Linked DNA regions of Bombyx mori: region 1 is linked to region 2. A link is a contact called in public Hi-C data. All regions are on one chromosome and are shown on one strand. The core of a region is the stretch at or near the end of the contact, and the rest is flanking DNA. Distances in the headings are between cores, read along the strand shown. Region 1 overlaps Jnk (c-Jun NH2-terminal kinase). Region 2 overlaps Jnk (c-Jun NH2-terminal kinase).

Region 1 (3,461 bases), core at 568-3,067, 94 kb before region 2:
CAGCGCGCGATCGCAGTCATAGTTATTCAAGGATACCTCACAGTCTCCTACGAGGCGGCGCGCCCTAGCGCAAGTGCAGCCGGAGCGCGGGGGCTCCAATCTCGGCAGTCCGTGCTGGAGGCGTGGTCTCGTCGTTTGGCGGACCCGTCGGCCGGCCTCCGTACCGTCGAGGCGATCTGCCCGGTTCTCGCGGACTGGGTGGGCCGCGACCGCGGAAGTCTCACCTCCGGCTACCTGTATAGACTCACAAGACATTTTACCACCATGCAAACTTCTTACCGCAACAAATCTTACCAGCCACCACGCAAACTACAATTTTACGGGTTCCACCTCTCCTACACGATGTTACTCCCACACTGAGGAAGCCAACCGCGAACACTTGTCAAGCACGCACAAGCACGCACTTAACCGGAAAAACCTGCATCCGCCAGCGGAACCCGAACACCGCCGCATCGCCAGACACGAACGCACCGGACGTCTTATCTTACAGGTCACGACGACTTCAGATGTGTCAATTTTTCTTCTCCACGGAAACTTGCTTGCTTTCTTGTTTGCTTGCTTGCTGGAGCCCGAAGTCATCGAACGTGTAGTGTTATTGGTATTGAATCTAGTAGATTCTAAAATTTCAGCGACAATTCACAGTCTCATGTCCTGGTTTACCACACTAGTGCAATGTAACTCTAGCAGAAGTCAGCCGCTTAAAATAATTCTTGTCGGAACTACCCACTCGTCATGACAGATCCATTATTGCGATCGAAGTTTCACTTGAGATTTGCACTTGCCTTAATTCTTGCAATAGCTTGTTACGTGTTGTATTTCCGCTAGTAAATGCCATGTGATGAAGTCGACAGTCAAACTGGGCAACATGAGCCAGAACGTAAGATGTGACGATTTCTTCGTGGCTCAGATCTTCCATCGAGGTAACAGAGAGGTTATTACACGACTTACGTATGCTGCATTCACGCTCTTGTGGCGTACCACTACTAGTATTCTGATCTGCATCATGTTTTTTTTTGCTGTACTTCGAACATGTTCAAACACGTCACGCCAGTGAGAGTAGAGTCCTGATCTCACTTCTGATGTCGGCACACGTCAGGGATGGCTGAGCACTCGTAGTCGATTGAACTCAGTTTAGTCAATAAAATTTTTCAATAATAATTATTGAAACTCAACACACACAACTTTCACAATGACAGGGTAAACCGACAGTTTCGTTGCATATACCGACAGACCGACTGACCGACTGACTGACTGACAGAGACTCACTGACTGAGACGGACGGAATTACTGTCTGACACGGAATGCCACGACTCTGTCCACGTACCGCCATTTTATACTGTGGCGTTACGGAGTCTACCCTTCATTTTGTGATATTTATCAAAACAACATTTCATCATTTAAAATAATAATCAAAACCACCGTCTTAATATTACTAAAAGTCGTTATCCACGACAACTAAAAGTCGTTATCCACGACATATATATATGTCGGATTAAGACTCAGACATCAGGAATGTAACCGAGGTATAGCACATAGGAATTTATTACTATTAAATAATCACTGATCGTAACCTAGTAATTTAAATGAATTATAAAAATGGAGACAGAACTAAGCAAATGACAATCGTGAATGATAGTGGTCACATAGAGCAGTACAGACAGAGTTCCGTGCACCCACCGCAAACAGAGTTCCGTGCACCATAATAGGGACAGCACTAATCGTCAAAGACAACGTTCCACATCCAATACTGTTCAGTACTGACTGTCGAAAGACAGTGGTTCGTACACCAAGACGCATCTGCCCAAATGCGTGCAGAGCATCGTTGGGTCTTTGTGTCCCCTTACGGAGGCACGGATCGAGCCTCGGGGCAATCCCCTCTGCCCGGGCTTAGACTCCCTGCCTAATGGGGTAGGGGTGATGAATCTGCTTGTATGATTTTAGCTGAACGGCAATGACGTGGATGTGTCGATGATTCAGATGATGCAGAGCACTCCGCGGAACGACTTATAAAGAACTAATTTCACACGCGACCATACCACAATCGTGCTGCCATCTCTCGGGAATGGTGCTGCGTTTCGTTTAGCTACCAAACTAATGACTGTCTCCGACTTATATAAAAGCAGATGTGTATGTGTTCCGTATAGACTATGAAACTGCTGGATCGATTTTTTTAGGGAAAATCTTCAGATTGGCCCAGTGGGTGCACTTGTGGTAGTTTTGTAGGGATTGGATCATAGTGAAATCAAGATCGGGCCAGCAAAGCCGGCGTGCGTGTAAAACGAGAACGATTGGTAATCGGATGAAGACACTTTATCTTTGTTAGTGTTGCGGGTCAGATTGAGGTCACAACCATACATAGTGCATCAGCTACCTACTATTTTTTTTTCCTACCTAAACTGATAGCCTTAGGGGCTATTTCAGTGTAACCCTAACGTTTGTAGGTGAGCTCACGGGGCTCAAACCTGATGACGTTGCTAACACGAACCCTAGCAAGAGCCGTGCTTCGCAGAATCTACCACCGGATCGGAAACGCGACCCACTGAGAAGATCCGGCGAGAAACTCACTGGGCTGTGTCTGAGAGTTAATTTACTCTTTGAGCCCTTCGTCGCAAGCGACGGGTTCGACGAGAACGGTGACCGGTGCTTGAAGTACCTAAAAGCACCGTTAGTGGATCGGGAGGATCCGAGATGACGTGTTTTGGGCGACGTCGACTGCTTTCCATTCTGTCCGCAGGATCGGGAATGAGCTACCTACACTGATATTGCTAGCATTACTTTAGTTATCATGTAATATGTGACTGCTGTCTTAATAGCTGACGCGTCAGTTATAAGATTCAGTCAAAAATCTAGAAAACCAAATCGGGTGACATCATCTGAAGATAAAAAACGTTTTACTAATCTTTAATTCGGTGAAAAGATAAAACATGACTCTTTTATCACCTCTAGGTTTTTCTATTTCATTTTATTTAATCTATGTTTACATAGTTAGGTCATTACAATTTGTGGCTGCATTCAGTCATAAAGTTTTGTGCGGAATGTTATTGGCTACTAAAATAGCGTGTTTTTAAAGCATGCATTATTTATTGTATATTTAATTATTGGCGGTTAAGAAGCTTAATCTAAATGAGCATATATATGTACCTAGATTCTTAGGGAACGCGACAGTCCTATAAGTCTAGGTTGGAAGACGATCTCAATTTCCATTTTCCGCATAGGAGGAGAAGGCTCCTTAACTTGGACATAATTCATCTAAAACGGCACAGAACTCGTTCAAAAACACAGAAGTTTGACGCAACATCTCATTCTCAAATTTACGTATCTATTACGTATAAAGTATCTACATATTTCAAACAAGACGGGAAATATTGCAAATGGAAATTGCACAATCGTGAACTTTCGAGATAGTTTTCGATTTGCCGCCGGCTCTGAGTCCCGATATCATGTAGCTATGGTTGCTGTAA
Region 2 (3,585 bases), core at 461-2,960:
TTACCAACGGTTTTGCATAATTTTTTTATATTGCATAGATGGGTCGAAGAACTCACAGCCCACCTTGTGTTAAATGGATACCGGAACCCATATACATCTACAACGTAAAAGCCACCACCCACCTTGAGACATAAGGTATCAATATAGTTACAATGGCTGGCCCACCCTTCAAACCGAAACGCATTACTGCTTTCCGGCAGAAATAGGCAGGGTGGTGGTACCTACCCGTGCGGACTCACAAGAGATCATACCACCAGTTTATTATACTCTAGCTTTTATACAAACATTTTGCAAACAACTATAGGATTACAGTTTCATGATTTGCACTTAACATTTTACAAATACATTTTAAGTAACAACGTGATAATTTGTCTTAGTTTTGTTTAAATAATGTAACTAGGAATCACAGCAAAGATCTCGAGTTTCATAAGAAATATTTAAAGAATAACATATTACGGTTAGTAGATTCTTAAGTTGGTAACAGCGTCTCTAGCTGTTACCACGCGCGTCCGGCCACTTTTAGTTGCTATAACATATCCTCAACTTGTATCCCAATAAAACTATCCCATCCCCCCAACTACTAGGCAGTGGCTTGGCTCTGCCCCCGGCATTGCTGAAGGCTATGGGCGACGGTAACCACTCACAATCGGGTGGGCCATGTGCTCGTCTGCCTACAAGGGCATTAAAAAAAATACCCGCTACTTTTCAAAGTTCTTATCCCAATTTCCTCCTGTAAAGTGGTAGGAAGTATGCCTACAAGGGCATTAAAAAAAACCTCTACTTTTCAAAGTTCTTATCCCATTTCCTCCTCTAAAGTGGTAGGGAGTATGCCTACAAGGGCATTAAAAAAAAACCTCTACTTTTCAAAGTTCTTATCCCAATTTCCTCCTCTAAAGTGGTAGGGAGTATTGTCGACCGGCACGGACATGATGGCGTCATCTCCGTCTTACCTATCTCTATCGCGTGCGTTCTATTTTGTAATGAGATTCTTTAAATCGAATTATAAACAACGGTGGGTTGTATAATCACTTCATTCTTTAGTAGCATGCATGCAATGTAATAAGTTTAAGAATAGGCAAATTCTTATGTGTATTTTACTTAATAATTCGCAATTTTTATACAGCACGCTATCACTCTTGCACGATCCAGCACGATACATATTCACAATCTGGCATTTTGTTTTAAAATATTCACATTATTAGATTTTCGATAGAGTTTAATGATAGTTTTTTTTTTATAAATATTAGTTTTATCTACATTATGAAGGGGCATGATTTTACGTACTATATATTTGTGTATTTATTATTTGTATTGTTTCATCCAAAAATGTTGACAGCTCTCTCTATTCTCTATGGTCTTTTGTAAACACTTAAGACCAGATGGTTCGAGAGTTCTTTCATTCGTCTATGCTGTGCCATTGAGAACTTGCAATTTAATTGTGAACAACAAACATAAAACGTTAATAATTAAAGACCCGAAGCTATCATTACACACCAACATTACGCTTAGAAATCAAATATCTTTAAAAAGGGGTGCTAATTCTGAAAAAGAAGCAACAACATCCATAATCATTCAGCCAGAACACTGTCACACACGCGCATGAAGAAAATAAACATGCAATTTCTTTTGTAGCTGATCGAGTATAATAGCGGTAAGATGATACAGTATTACTCAGTGACGGTCGGTGATGCGGTGTTTACTATCCCGACCCGGTACACTGAGCTGGTGGTCAGAGGCGCGGGCGCCCAGGGCATGGTGTGGTAAGCCGCGCCAATACAATGGTCAATCAAACTCCCGCTTCAAGCTTTTGGGACTAATCTGTACTAATTTAAAATTCCCGCGTTAACCAAGCGATGTCCGTATGTGAAACTTTTGCGTGCAACGGATTTATTTTTGTATTTTTGTGATTTTATTGGTATTAAAATGTTGTTCTTAAGAAATTCGATGGTGGACGAAATTCACGATTGGTGTCCATTGTTTCGGTTTATTGGATGGCTGATTAATAATGTTGAAAAAGGATCGTTCTGGAATAAAGCTAACGAGTGAGTGTGATGTTTAATTCCCGCTCTTGTCACTTTTTTCAAAATGGCCGTTTTCTGTTTTTGATTTTTTTTGATTGACATACGAGTTTTCAGTATTGCACATTTATCATCTGTATCATAAATAGTATTAAAACATCGTTTTGATTTTTATGTATTGAACAGGTAAATTTTTGGTACTACATACTTTCGTCATTACATTAATATGCATGGCTTTATCTTAATAATTTTCAAACTGCGTTTTTTTTAATAGCCGGTTTTTTAATAGGTTTATTTATAAATATTGTATTTATTATTATTAATAAGTTTATTACTCTAATTCTTTATGTTCATGTGTGTGTATAAACAGGTAAATTATTCACTAAAAAACCATAAACAATTCTTAACTCATTACGGCGGCAATTAAAATAAACTATTGGTATTTGATTTTTCGTTTAAATGAACTTTACCACAACCTTTTTCACTCCGCTCCACGCTGAAGAAGAAACTGAATTTATAATATGAAATGATTGCTCATCGATTTCTAAGTGTTAATAAAAAATTAATAAAATTTAAAGCTAAACTGTTTGATTTTGTATTCCAGTGCCGCATACGACACGGTGACGCAACAGAATGTTGCCATAAAGAAGTTGTCGCGTCCGTTTCAGAACGTGACGCACGCGAAAAGAGCTTACAGGGAGTTCAAACTTATGAAACTTGTCAACCATAAAAATGTAAGCTTGGTTATTTTTTATTTGCCTAAAAAGGTGGTCGGCAACCCGCGGCCCTTTGATACAACAGCTATGACTCTTTCGCGAAATATTTAGTGTAGGCACAAAATATTGCTTACTATCTTGCCTTGTAAAGAGTAAAATTTTTTTAAACAAAAGGCTATAGAAATATATCGAGGGGTGAAAGAACATTTGGTTTTAGCGAAATTTCGCTTAATACGCGAAATTTATTTTCGTAATTAAAGGTGCTTTTTATTTGGTATTAACGTTGATTATTATTATTGTTCGACGTTTTAATTGAACTTCAATTAAGTTTACTCCATTCAAAGAGTTGAAGAAGTTTTTTTTTCGTAATATATTTTTCAAAATGATAACCTTTTAATGGCTCTCTTGTAAAGTTCAAAAAATTTCGCTTAAACCAAATAACCCTTCACCCCTCGATAATATGTTCTAAAAAATGGCACCTTAAATAAAATCCAATTACGTGCTATCTATATTTGGCTTCTGCTTGTCGACCCCTGGCCTAAGAGATTCTTGTCAACGACTTGACAATGCAGCCGGCATTTAAATTGCAGTTCTTCCATGGCAATAAAGGAATTGCTAGCATGACAATAGAGGTTCAGTATTTAAATTTAATGATGTGCCGTTGTTTGTAGATAATCGGATTGCTAAACGCGTTCACGCCGCAGAAAAGCCTCGAGGAATTCCAAGACGTGTATCTGGTTATGGAGCTGATGGACGCTAATCTGTGCCAAGTCAGTCCTGTATAATTAATTAATTTATTTATTTGTTTATTTATTAGGCTCACAATACATGTCACAAGCTAAAAAGATACA

Evidence for each region. Hi-C and Micro-C count contacts between places; a contact is called where the count stands out from the background.
Region 1: a contact with region 2 is called in a Hi-C map of whole pupa, with 2.8 times the contacts expected there. The contact joins two enhancer-like sites. A contact is called at or near these places in 3 of 7 Hi-C or Micro-C datasets (middle silk gland, midgut and whole pupa).

Annotation. Positions count from the first base shown.
Region 1 is chr3:1,461,782-1,465,242 of ASM3026992v2, reverse strand. The region is part of intron 1 of Jnk (c-Jun NH2-terminal kinase); the gene reads left to right. Among protein-coding and RNA genes, the nearest start is that of LOC134200931, 6.7 kb to the right of the region's middle. Within about 2 kb of position 1,817, at least 4 of the 8 cell types and tissues checked have open chromatin away from gene starts, as enhancers often do.
Region 2 is chr3:1,367,101-1,370,685 of ASM3026992v2, reverse strand. It overlaps Jnk (c-Jun NH2-terminal kinase), which reads left to right. Exons shown (of 13, transcript NM_001109926.1): 6 at 2,623-2,752; 7 at 3,406-3,504. Among protein-coding and RNA genes, the nearest start is that of LOC110384827, 4.7 kb to the left of the region's middle. Within about 2 kb of position 1,710, at least 3 of the 8 cell types and tissues checked have open chromatin away from gene starts, as enhancers often do.